Regions from separate parts of the Nothobranchius furzeri genome. Here region 1 is linked to region 2. A link is a contact called in public Micro-C data. All regions are on one chromosome and are shown on one strand. The core of a region is the stretch at or near the end of the contact, and the rest is flanking DNA. Distances in the headings are between cores, read along the strand shown. Region 1 holds the start of utrn (utrophin). Region 2 overlaps utrn (utrophin).

The links. Hi-C and Micro-C count contacts between places; a contact is called where the count stands out from the background.
Region 1: a Micro-C map of tail fin shows a contact between it and region 2, with 12 times the contacts expected there. The contact joins the promoter of utrn here to the enhancer-like site in region 2. A contact is called at or near these places in 2 of 2 Hi-C or Micro-C datasets (skeletal muscle and tail fin).

What each region holds. Positions count from the first base shown.
Region 1 is chr2:4,213,416-4,220,022 of NfurGRZ-RIMD1, reverse strand. It overlaps utrn (utrophin), which reads left to right and starts at 1,711. Exons shown (of 79, transcript XM_015947254.3): 1 at 1,711-1,898; 2 at 4,382-4,530. The coding sequence starts at 4,458.
Region 2 is chr2:4,163,796-4,170,977 of NfurGRZ-RIMD1, reverse strand. It overlaps utrn (utrophin), which reads left to right. Exons shown (of 79, transcript XM_015947254.3): 22 at 1,659-1,786; 23 at 3,358-3,495; 24 at 3,573-3,686; 25 at 4,105-4,260; 26 at 4,393-4,563; 27 at 4,636-4,827; 28 at 5,261-5,395; 29 at 6,523-6,672; 30 at 6,782-6,943. Among protein-coding and RNA genes, the nearest start is that of utrn, 51 kb to the left of the region's middle. Within about 2 kb of position 2,032, at least 1 of the 3 cell types and tissues checked has an H3K27ac peak or open chromatin away from gene starts, as enhancers often do. A contact at or near this core is called in tail fin, where this site is marked.

The DNA of each region.
Region 1 (6,607 bases), core at 462-2,961, 49 kb before region 2:
ATTTATATACCATTATTGATAATTAATAAAGTTTATTTTAAACAATAAACATGATGAAAATTTCAACAAATGCAGATAAAATAAAACATAAACATATATTCACAGACCTAGACAAGATGTCTAGCAATTATCCATTTATTTCAACAACTTCTTGTGCCCTGGAGGCTCTAAACAGGGGTGTCAAACATGCGGCCCGCGGGCAGGATTTAACCCACTTGCGGGCCGGATCCGGCCCGCGAGATGGTTGTGTAAACTTTATTTTCATACTTTACAATGTAGAGTGAAAATAAACTTATCATTGTGAGCAAGTTTCCTCTGTAATGAGTATAAATAAAACAAAGCTGCACTCAAGGCTCACAAAAGAACTTGAATCACATCCTGAAGTTGGCCGCCACTCAGGATCTGACTTCTGATATTGATGTGCTGGTGAAAGGTAAAAGATATAAAGTAAAATGAGTCAAATATACTTTAAGTGCTGCATGAAACTGATCTTGCCATGTGATCTGTGAGCTCTTTGAATCACTAAGGAATGTTTTTTTTTATTTGTTGATTTTTTTTTTCAAAATTTCAAGTACACTTCAGGTGTTGTACTTGTACTACACTGTCCTCAGGCTCCAGCCTTGTTTTATATTGATTGTATTAAAACAAAGAAAACAATCAGAAGTTTTTTTTTTTATTTACCGGTCCGGCCCACTTGGGACTAGATTTCCCTCAATGTGGCCCCTGAGCTAAAATGAGTTTGACACCCCTGCTCTAACAAGTCTTACACTTTGAAGTACTTTCCCTTTTTCTTTACAGCTTTTGCTAGTTTTAGCTTTTTTTTTAATTTTAGATCAGGCGGTTCTTACAAGTCATTTAGTTGAATCAGCAGTTAATTTGTCCATGTATTTAACTATCTTAACAGTTGAAATGGCTAGTTTTTGATTTATAAATACATATTTATGCAACAATAATACAAATTAATTGATATTTTAATAAGTTTACAGTATTACTGTTTTTCCAAATATGTTGAGGCTAAATGTAACTAGTTAACTTTATTGTTAAAGATCATCCCCTTTTGTAATGAAGGTAGTTTATTTTCTAGAAAGAGTCGCATGGTTTCATTTGTGTTTCGTCACGTGACGTTCACTGCCGCCGCGCCATGTTTCCATGTCTACGTCAGGAAAACTTTTACAGGCAAAAAAAAAAAAAAAAAAAGGAAGAGCTCACGCCAACAGTCAGTCACACAAATCAGATTAAGTAATTCCGGTTTGCATCTTCAAAATAAATGAAGCAAAAATATATTCTAGTCATTAAATGAGGTATTACTGATAAAAATGTATGCCAATGTTAGATGTCCTTACCTCATAGGCGGATGAAACAAAATACATGTTGTATTTTAAGTAGCTTGTTGCAGTATCTGTAACTTTTTTTTATTCTGAAAGGACGTCTACAAGCGTTTCCGCTAATTATTGCTAGCTTACATCGGTGTAGGCAACAAGGAGTGGAGTGAGTCAAGAAAGCAACAGGAAAAAAGTTGTAGGATCTGCACCGCTGTTCTCAACCGTCAAATGTTATTACCATTTTCCCGTTTTTGAGGAACATTCATTTGTATGCTGTTAAGACAGCAGTAAATGAGTTTTGCTTTTCATTGCCTAGCAAAAAGGCGTATGCTAAAGCCTTTTTAAGGGGGGGGGGGGGGGGCACATTGTGGTCACAACTGGATGCGCTCGAGGACGATAGTCGTTTTAACGTTAGTTAGCTAATAGAAGTGTGTTCCACACTTTATGAAACATGCCTTAAATTAGTTTAAAAGGCAACTTTTGATATATTGAGGCTTAGTTGTGGACATAGTTCACACATTTTGAGCTTGTTTTGAGGGAACACGTCTCCTCCTGACCCTGGTGACAGCAGCTGAGGTGAGTGAGTGATACAACTACTCGAACCTGTCAACTTAATCCTTGTTCCAACTGAAAACATCCTGTTTCATATGTTGTGTTTTTGTGACTTCCAGTTAAGGCACTAAAGCAAGCTTTCAGACAATCAGTGTTACCGAACCTAAGATTATGCACGTAGGTGTGAGCTCTGCAAGCTGAATATGAATTGGCTGAGGATGGCAGTCATACTTAAACGTGATAAAACATTAACTACGGCAAAGCCACTGTTGTTGCATTGTTTAAACGCCACTTTGTGTTTTGTAGCTGCACATTAATCAAGGAAAGGCTCAAGTAAACTCATGATTAGTCAAATTATAACTAGAAAAACCCAACTTACTGTTTCAGAGTTTAAATTAAACTAGATCTCTTCCGTTGTTTTGCTTTGGCCGCCACAACTACTCCTCTTATAGAGAGAGGAACCGAAATTTTCTACAAAACATTTGCCAGATAGTCGTTGCTCGTTCCTTGACTTTACAGTTGTTATATTTGGGTCTTACATCATCCTTTAAGAGCTGCAAGTCAACATGCCTTGGGACTGAAGATGGAAGATTGTTGCCATAACAGTCAATGCTGGATGAAACAAAAGCAGAAATCCAGCTAAAAGTTTCAATAGTTCCAGTATTAGCACCTAACTGAAAGAAAAAAGTCTTTACATGTTGTTTTTGTAATCATGTTAGTACATTTAGTTCATGGTGACTGGTTGTTCCATCAGGTGATACATGAGGCTGATTATTACAAGTTTTTAAAGAGCAAGTCACCCCCAAATCAACTTTTTTTTGCTGATAAACTATATAAATGAGTGTCTAATCATGCTGTAGACACATGCAGTCAATAATTTGGTACTTCAGTCCATCTTAGTTATATTTAAAATTTTCTGCCTGAAACTGTCAGTGTTGTGCCATCTTCAATTAAAAATTTTGCACGGCGTCTGAATTGAAATCTGCCATTGCTATTTGCTAACAGGTGCCTTGTGATGTCAGCTGGTACCATACAACGTCACAATGCTGTTGTGAGCTCGTGTGTATTTATTAGTGGGTCCGCCCTCTCGGTCTGCCAGGCAACAGCATATGTTGCATTTTTCCAACAGGAAGTAGGAGTGGAGTAAGACTCGGGAAGGGGTTACTTGCTCTTTAAGTAATCATCTATTCACGAGCATACTTATCCAATTACAATGTGATTGAGAGCACAACAGTGTTGTTACACCAGCAGATATGCCCCTATGCCCTTATGATGGTGTTTATTCTTCAGTGAGACTCTTTCATGGCGTGGGTGTGTTTTGTTTAGTTTGCATTAATGTCTGTCAGCAAAAAAAGTTGCTTTGTTAAATATTTGTAGAAAAACGTAATCTGTAAACTATTTTATTTGTTCTTTGCTAACTCTGAGTTGAGAGAGAATCATTTGAAGAAACACTGAGCAAAAATTAAAATCAAAAAGTAGCTGTTGTTTTTACAAATAAATGACTCAGTTATACGTTCAGTCTATACGTTGATGGTTAGCCATATTATCAGCTGCATTAAAGTAATAATATGTAGTTTGTATCATTAATCTCTGGAAATATCCATCAAAATTTTGTTGAAAATTATTTAAATGATGCCCAGTTGGCAGCTTCATGACAGATATAACCATAAAAATCAGGTGTAAAATACATGGGAGCTGGTCTAAATCTCTTGGCATGTTAGATGTCATGTTCCCTTCAACGTGAGCCCATGAGGACAAAACTCGTTTACCGATTTGGCATTTGTAAACGTTGTTTACACATTTACCTCTTCGCTCGTTGCCAGTGATAAAAGGGAGTCTGATGCCAGGGTTTCCCCCAGCGCCACCTGCCAGGATAAGCGTCATGCCCCGCCCCCCTCCCCGACCCTACCGTGTCCGCTGACACGAACGGTACAGCAAAACTACAGCCCTCCATCAGCTGATACTGGTGAGAAACAGCAGCAGAACGTGTGCAACCAACCCACCCCCACCCCCACTCTCACGGAGGAACACTGTGGGACGAAGTGCCCCCCCCGACGGCCAAAGCCGCCAGGCTTAACCCATCTTTTGGGGGAAACCCTGGATGTGCTTGTTATTTAGCTGGAGGTAGCACTATCTGATGAAATACTTGTTCGAAAACTGCGCTTCCAGGGATTTTTGACCCTAATGGCCATCCATTCCTAAAGGTCTTATTTGAACACAAAAATACTGTTTGCTTGCAATGGGGCCATATGCCCAGGAAAAACACACACTGTCACTTTAATCCTTTAAAATGTATATTAACACTCAGATTGGAAACTTGAAAATGAACCAGTTTGTTTAAATTTGCCTCAACCATTAATCAGTGTTTTAACTTCCTTTCCTGCCAGATCTGATAACTTTATTTTGCTGCTGGATTTGAATTCTGAGAAAAACTCTTACAATAAGATGTTTTAACGCTTCAGTGAGCGTAAAGCAGTTATAAGTTTTATTCATTTATGTTTTTGCAGGTGCAGAAAAGCTGTTTCACTTTGTGTCTCGAAGTCTGGAGGTGTATCCGTTCTATAGTTGGATTAATAATCTACAATGGCATTATATGGAGAATCTGCGGAAGGAGGAGTCAATGAAGAGTTTAATGAAATCATCAAGTGGAGATCTGGTACGTTTCTGGTTGTTTTTGCCACTTTTATCATAATTGTTGTCAAAATTTGACAAACTGTGTAGCACATCCAGCTTGGAGAGCAGAGGTGTTTTGAGAGATCTTCGAGGGCTTTTTAGAGCTCCATGTTTGTTGTACGTGCTGAGGGGCTGTCCACTGAAAGGAAACCCAAACTGAGCCAGAACTGCTGTTGTGCATGGTTAACCTCCGTTTCCGTGGAGGCAGAGGGGGGACGTGACTGAGGCAAAGCATGCAACAAAGGCGTGAAGAGAACCGGAGACGGTTGACTGTACCACATTTTCTGAAAGAGAGAGAAAGCGCCAGGATAGGTAACCAATGGCAGCAGAGAAAGGAGAAGACAAGAATGCAGGGATGGGTTTAGAGAGCCACACCCAGTGATCTGTTTCTCTGACAATCTCACCATTCCATAGGTTAATCTTTTGTAGACTCCACCCTCAAGGGGAGAGGCAAATACAAACAGGTTGTTGTTTTGCTGAGAGGAGTCGTAGAATTTCTTAGGTAATTTAGGATAATTTAGCGTTGTAAATGGTGCTGTGTTTACTTCTTTCTTCAAAGATGCAGTTGTTTAGCCTCGGTAAGCCTTTTGAGCTTTGCACTCAGTTTAAAGATTAAATGGTTGTTAAGACTCTTCATTGAACAACTTGTGCTCTAAAAACCCACACACACATTTGTTAAAAAAATAAAATCCCTTTAAGAAAAAATAACTTAAAGACGGAGCAGTGCTAATGGCACCAGTTTCCCATTAGGCCACAGCAAACAAGGGGTACATTATGATGATGTCATCACAAGTGCACCAATGACAGATATATCTGATGATGACAAAGCATAGATCAACCATCAGCTTCAGTAGAAACAGTAAGGCCGTGTTCGAGTTGAGCAGCGCCTCGTCTGGAAAGCAGTCGAGAGCAGACGGACGCAGCGGGGGGGGGGGTGGGGGGGGGGGGATGACAGTAGGCGTTTAAGTCGAACATATTTCCCTACATGTGTAGCTCACGGGTGACGATAGATGAGGATATCGCGTTAGAGTTCATACTTGCTTAATGTTTTATGTTAATTCTGGTGCCTGTTAGCGACCGAAACACATCCTCACATGCTTGTGGAAATAATATATTGTAGACATGTGCATATGAAGACATGACTGTAATGATAAGTAAAGGTTATCAGCTGCAGGTTTAGTGTGCTCATAGGAAACGTGACAAAAGAACACAAAACACATTTCTCTTCATGGCCTATATAGCTGCCATCATCAACATAACATGATTTACAGAATACATGTGACCAACCAACGTTTCATGTTCTACCACCGGATGTTTGGATCAGAATGTGAACCAATCAGATCTTAGATCAGGTGAGAGCCTGGCGTTTCCCGTCATCGTCTAGGTTTTGCAGCTGGTGGAGAGCAACTGCAGCGCCTCGCTCCAAAATCTGCGGCCGCCTTGATCTCACGAGGTTATCGTTGCCTACGTATGCATGACGTCAGAGCAGGTCGGCGTCAAGTCGGACACAAATCTAACCGGCACGCGCCGAGCGCCGATCACCGATCACCGCTGGTCTAATCTGCGCAGAACTGGCTCATCTCGAACAAAGCCTATGTTTGTGTACTTCTATCACCCAAAGGTTTAGGGCTGCCCAACCCTGGTCCTAGAGGGTCGGTATCCAGCAGGTTTAGGTTTAACTCGGCTTCAACACACCTGATTTCAGTCAGCAGGTGATAACAGATTTCTGCAGAGCCTGGTGAGCTGCTACACAGGTGAATCAGCACCTGAATCAAGTGTGTTGGACGAGAGAAACCATCAGACCTGCTGGATACCGGCCTTCCGGGACCAGGATTGGACACCCCTGGCTTAGAGGGTTCTTATTCAGCCTCCTCTCAAATGGACAGTTCAACTGTTAAACACAGTCTAAAGAAAATTTTAAAAAGCAGTCTGGCCCATGTGCCAGCTTTCCTTCTCCCACTTGGCCTCAGAGCGCTGGCAGATTCCGAGCCAGGAATTCCACTCTGCCCATGGAGTTCCTAATTTACAGCGCTCGTCTCCAAACCTCAAGGCTTTCCTAC
Region 2 (7,182 bases), core at 783-3,282:
GGGCCGACCACAGCTGATTACATTCAGGCTTAGACTCAGTGGAAGGTGTTATGTTTCTGTTACATTGAAACTAAAATAAAAGGAGGGCTTTGAGGTGTCAAGTATGGAAACAGCAACAGAAAAAACAAGCACTGTGATGTCTGGATGAGGAAGAGTATGAGTCAATTGAAGTATAATTACGTAAGACCATACAGTAATGCATTTTTCTCTCTAAAGAATGCAACATCTTCCACCCTCTGAGGGAAGAGGAAAGCTCCTCAATAATGGTAATAATGGTCAAGAGCTTGCCATTGTGGAAACGGTTATTGCAAATAATGCAATAAAACTGCATGAAATTCAGACTAGAATAGTGGAGGACCATGAGAATAATGATGGCATCAGCTTCACAACCAATTACACGGACATTGTCCAAACACAGAGTGCGGATGAAGCAGCTCTACTCTGTTCCATTTGAGAGGAACAGTGACAGAGTCATGGAGCTACGACGACTCTATGTCCAGATATAGTGTAAATCCTTTTGTCAACCCCATAGAGGAGTTATTTTCTGCGTGGAGGTGGAAGGTTTATGACCATCAGCCACATGACCACATGACCATCAGCCACATGACCACATGTCCCTTCTGGAAGCTATGGATGCTGGCTGCAGGCACATCACGGTTGATGATGGCCAAGGGTGGATCCGACATAGCAAGCGGTTTTATCCCAGGTGCATCGCTTTGGATGATATGAGACACGATGTTGATGAAAACATGTGGCCTAACCCTGAAGATCGCGGAGATTAGCCACAGTCATTGAGTGCGTTTTGTAGTTGCCTCCTTTTATCTGGGCTTTGTGCTGTTTTTTGGTTCAGAATGCTTTTGTTTGTTTCATTGATCTTTTGTTCACTACAAGCAACACTGTAGACCTTTTTCTGTTCTGTCATACTGTAAACATTTCTGCTGTACCTCCTGAAATAAACAGGAAAGGAAAAACAGGATTAGCTTTTTACTGGAATGCTTTGAAATGTGCACATCATATGTGGACATACAGTTCACACCAGAGAAATGTCGTGTAAAAACGGTGGATTGCATGTTTTACCTCTAAAACTGAAACGTAAAACTATGCGGTTTTTGTAATGTCAACAATCGCCAGTATTTTGAAACCTGGTGTGCTTTGATTGACTGAATGTATCTTGTGAAGTGAAAACAAATTCTACTTTTTGACAGAACAATTTCACTTTGAGTCAGATATCCAGTGTTTGGGTAAAGGTCTCTATTTTGAAATGAAGAGTTAGTTTATGTTTATCAAAATGTGTTTTTGAGAGGAAAATGTTCCATTTAGCCAATCGTGTTTTGTAGGAGTGAATCTGTGTTTAGAGTTTAGAACAAGTATCTGATGTGTGGGTGAGAGCTTGTTAGCGATAGAAAAAACTGTAATGATGAAAAGTCCAAATCCTGCCGCTTTCTGGCCCCCACTCCTCCAGCTAACTTCTACTTCCTGAAACAGGAGCACTAGGGCTTTTTATCTCGCTGAGGACGATTCACATTCATTATAGAGACCACAGCAGAGCTAACAAGTGAATGAGGGCTTTAATGCTTTGATTGTAACATGATTTCCTTTAGCATGTTTTCCCCTTCTGTACTCTACACACTTAACCTTTCCCTTTTGTTTTTCCCCAGCCTTATCGAGTCTCAAAGCCTCCCAGGCGGCTCAGAAGGGGTTGGAGGGTCTGGAGAGCAGGCTGGCTACTCTGAAGGAAAGTGTAGTGGACGTACACACTGCAGAGGCCGCGGTGGAGCGAGCACAGGTGAGCACCTTGTGATGGTTAAAGAACACCGAGACGTTTCCCTGAGAGATCTGGTAAAGCTGTTTGTTTATATTTCTGCAGATGATGACACATCTGATGCAAATCAGTTTAGTGTCAGCTCACCTCAAACACAATAGAGCTCTTTATCAGTGGCTTTCCGTAGCGCTGAATGAAATGTTTGTGAGTGGGAGAAGGTGTGTGTGTGGACATGCCTTTTCTGTTTCTGCACAGATGGATGTGTGTTGTTGCATTCCTTGTGTTTTTACTCTCCGTGCTGCAGTGGAATGTGGCTCAGTCTGTTCGCTTGTTATCGGTGCGGGGGGGGGGGGGGGGGGGGTTCGTGGTGGGTCGTGGCACATTCTGGGCAGCGTGCCCGTGCATGAAGCACAAAGCTTCGTGTGGAGCCAATGAGCTGGTCCATCAGCCTAGCAGCCACAACATACAAAGCCATGACAACGTTTGGGAAATCATATAGTTATTAGCCTAATGAGAAGAGATGACACGGATATTCTTGACTCAACTTTGTTATGGGTTCATGTTTCCTTCCACACATTTCAGACTCGCTCAGTAGATGCATTTGCAATCATTTAAACACAATTCATGTCATGTGAACATGTAATTAACCCAAGTGTTGAAGCGCTTCCAGCTTTGAGCTGGTGGAATTTCTCCTGCAGTCATGTTGGCTCTTGTTGCTCCCGTCCTCCTTCAGCCGTCAAAAGCTGCCAAAAAACAACTAAATAAAACCACAGAAGGAGAAAAATAGAACTTAAAAGTTTAATCGTTTAGATTGGTTTTAAGTGATGTCATTAATATTTTATCTGTTTCTGTTTTAACAACGTCACTTTAAAGAAAGTTTCATTCTGACTAAAACAGCCGTAAAAACGAACACTTCAAAGCGGTTTATGCAAATGCTGTTTTTTAAAGATTTGGGATGCACACACACACACACATTTCGATATCTGATTTTATACTGCTGCTATGGCCGATAAACAATATTAATCAATAATATATCCATTTCCCTACATCATCAGAAAGGTTCTCTTCTTCTGTTAGAAACCCCACAATCCCACATGCTCAAACTGATACCACATGGCCAACCCTGCTCCTTCCCTCTCCTGAAACACACACACACACATAAATGGTAACAAGATGGAATAAACAACAGTGAATTTTGGCCCAGTTTTACCAATATGTCAAAAAATGACTAACGTTGACCAATGTTGGTGCCAACATACAGCTCATCCCTAATTTTCCCTGCCATCAGTTTTATGTTACTTGGACATTAATACAGAAAAACTCTCATATTTCCATCAGAGGTAACCATAGCTACAGCAGACGGCAATCCATTCTGGACGTGGACCTGCTGGGATTAGCAGTGGACTGGTTAATCTGGTCAGAACTAATCTGTTTCTCCAAAATGAGGTTTTTCAAAGAGCTGCACAAACATTAAGATACTGCTTTTTCATGATGTTTCCATTCAGATTTGCTACAAGGTTAAAGGTGGTAAAAAAGAAACAAGTCAGTGGTTAAAACAGCTTTTAAGTGTCATTTTAAACACCTGTTGATCTCAGGGTCTGTGTCTGGAGATCGAGCAAACGCAACACGCCTCTGACCCGGCCGAACTACAGAAGTGGAGTCAGCTCTCATCCAGGGTCCGTGAGGATCACAGCACTCTGCAGTGCATTCTGGGTAGCATGAAGGACAATCAGGTAGATCAGCTGTAATAGGAACTTAAAATGAAGTTTAGTGTCTTTGATGCAGCGGTTGGTTCATGTGTTGGGTTCAGGTGTGTTCGGAAAAGACAGAGTCGTGGTTGGATGGCGTTCAGGAGCTGTTGTCCCGGGATGCCACGGGCCTAGAAGGCCGAGAGAACCTACAGGAAGAGATAAATCAGTGCAAAGTATGAGCAGCAACTCAAACATATGACACTGTATTATCAAAATGGCTATTTTAAATCAATAAAAGTGTATTTTGATAAGTGCAAAACATAATATGATCTACTTATAAATATGTAATTATATTCAGTTGAAACTTTTCATGTTGGATTGTAGCATAAATTAGATTTTACACCAATAAACACAAAACGACCTAAACATGTTGCTATAAAGTACTATAAAGTAGTCCTCATGTGTAGCCCCTATAGTTAAAATAGTGTCAGTTGTTTGCATTATGCAACTTCACAGCTAGATGGCACCAAATGCAAAGCATTTGACTTTGTGAAATAGTTTTACTCAGTTATTTTTCCTGTTCTGACCTACTTCTAATTGCATTTGTAGTTTTTGACTACATCTGAAATCCTTGTGTATTTCTGCACATAGGAGTATGTAGATAAGATGGAGCTGGTGGAACGTTCGCTCAAGCAGATAGAAGAAAACGTGAAAGCGGTGCAGGCGACTGCAGTACCAGGACTGACCAGGTGGGGGCAGGATAATCTGAATGAGCTCGAAGGAAGATGGGCACAACTCAGCAAACAGGTGACAAAAATCTTGGTGCATCAGTTTTTGTTATGTTTAGTGTCTGTTTCAATAAATGCACTACAATTTTTGTTGTTAACCTAAATTGTAATATTTTCATAATTTACTCCATTTTGATTTGTTTTGCTGCAGATCCTGAGGCATCAGGAGTGTTTGGCAGAGACTCACGAGAAGCAGGTGAATCTGAAGAAAGACTTGGCAGAGATGCAGGAGTGGATTGCTCAAGTTGACGAAGAGTTCCTCATGCGAGACTTTGAGTACAAAAGTCCTGAGGAACTGGAAGCTTCGCTGGACGAGATGAAGGTAGAGAAAATGAACAAGCTTGTTTGATAAATGTGTTGCAGCTTGTTACGCTTCGGTTTTGTTGTTTTCTAGCGAGCGAGAGAGGATGTGCTTCAGAAAGAGGTGAAAGTGAAGATCCTGAAGGACAGCATCAACCTGATGGTGTCTCAGACGTCGCCCCCTGGTGGACGCTTTGGACAGGAGCTGACCTCGGAGCTCAACTGTGTCCTAGCCAGCTATCACAAGCTTTGTGACCGACTCAAGAGCAAATGCCACACTCTGGAGGTAAGGTTTGTTTAAATGTGAACTTCATCTCTCTGTGTCAAATATAACAAATAAAATATAACGTACCCCAAAATAGCCCAATAAATGCACGTAAACGTAAAATGAAAAACGTAACTTATTCATTCATTCATGCTGCAGGGACCCTGTTTAGCTTTAGCTAGCTGACGTGGTTCAGTTGGAGGGATGAGCTGTTTGAAATGAAACGTTGTGTCTTTAACTTACTTTCACTAGTTCCCTTACAAGGAATAAAAGTTTTAAAACTAATGCCGTTGCAGCTGGTTTCAGAGCTAGTCTGTGAGTCTAAGGCTCTGCTTTTAGTTTTCCTTTTGAATGAGCAGTGCAAAGGTCGGATTTTGCTGTGCACAAGCTCAAAAGTCTGCTAGTTGTTGTTTAAATAATGCAGTGAGCAAGATTTCCTTTGTGTTGTGTTTAGGAGGTCTGGTCCTGTTGGATGGAGCTGCTTCAGTACCTGGATCTGGAGCAGAGCTGGCTCAGAACGGTGGAGGAGAAACTACAAGTTACTGAAAACCTGCCTGAGAGCCCTGAGGCTGTTAATGAGGCTCTGGAGGTGCACACACACACGCACACACACACGCACACGCACACACACACACACACACACACATGCACACACATGCACACACATGCATCCTGATAACAAGACCAACATTTAAAATATTAATTCTAGATTCTTAAATAGCACATACATAATGAAAGGAAACAGGTTAATACTGCAAATCTTCTTGCTTTAGTTAAAGAACAATTTGAATAAATAATCCAAAGCCCAGCGACTGCATCCATAAACTATAAACTGGATTATCTTTGATTCCTCAATCCAGTTTTATTCCATGTGAAATTAAAGGCTAATAACGTCATTTGTCTTTGATTCGTCTTCCAAATTTCTCCCGCGTTCCTGCTGCTATATCTGTTGACCGCCTGAAGTGCGTCTGTCAAACTCACTTTAATCACTTTGCTGCTTCTGCTTCATCACTTGATGATGAAGACTCTGGAAGACGGCGCTTCTCTCTCTTGTCCGTGTCCTTCTCATCAAGTGTTTTAGATCTTTTTTCCTTCTTTAGTAAGTCCCCTGCTTTGTCACTGCCTCCCAAATTATATAAACTCTTCATCTTCCCAATTTCTCATTAGACTCTCCCTTTCAGTGTGTGTGTGTGTGTGTGTGTGGGGGGGGTGACTGGGTGGCTGTCACTCTCACTGCCGTTACCTTCAGGAAGGAGAAGCACTTTAATTGAACTTACATAAACAATCCAAACATGTGATCTCTCTCTCTCTCTCTCTCTCTCTCTCTCTCTCTCTCTCGTTTGTGTTTTCTTTCTCTTTCAGTTAACATATTAGTTAGATCTGCCTCTCTGACACACCCATCACATCACATTTCTTCTCTCATCTGCTTTTTCTTCAGCTTTTTGATTCTTTAGAATTTTTTACACACAAACACTCAAATCCTTCTCTGGAAATCATCTTTCCGTCTGGTGTTCTGCGTTTCTTCAGGTGTTCGCTGTCAGACTCGGGTCTGTTTTTACTCACTTGTCCTGCATCTTCTGTTTTTTTTTTTGTTTTTTTGCAAACCTTTTGACTTGTAGGACGTACTTGATCTCTGTTGCAGCTTCATCAACAGATTGTTTTATTGTAATTTTCCCTGGTTTCCCATCTTACCCCCCTCCCCAACGTTTGCACCAGTCTTTGGAGAGCGTGCTCCGCCACCCGGGGGACAACCGGACACAAATCAGAGAGCTGGGTCAGACGCTGATAGACGGGGGCATACTGGATGAGCTCATTAGTGACAAACTTGAGGCCTTCAACTCCCGCTACGAGCAGCTCACCCATCAGGTCAGGACTCATTTGTGTCCATGCTTGTGTGGAGATGTTTATCTTCCGTAATCACCAGCCTGTGCTTTTTGATTTAAGTCCCTGACCTGCTGTTGGTGTCGTCATGCAGGCGGTGAACCGGCAGGCCGGCCTCGAGCAGCAGCTGCAGACGCTGAAGGAGAATCAGCAGGCTCTCCAAACGCTGCAGGAGTCTCTGAGCCAGCTGGACCACACACTCACCTCCTACCTCACTGACCGCATAGACGCCTTCCAGCTCCCCCTGGAGGCGCAGGTATGTCAGTGCACTTCTTCCTCTGTCAAAGTTAGGGATGGGTACCTTTGACATTTGAATCGATTCGGTACCAATTCCCAGTACCTAGGAATTGATACCGGTACTTAACGGTACCAATTTTAGATACTTTTGAGCGTTTAATATTTTAATTCTCTTTTATAATTAAATATATATTTTTCTCAATATATAACAATATTTGATAAATATCACGATAAATAACATACAACTGTTTGTATTTT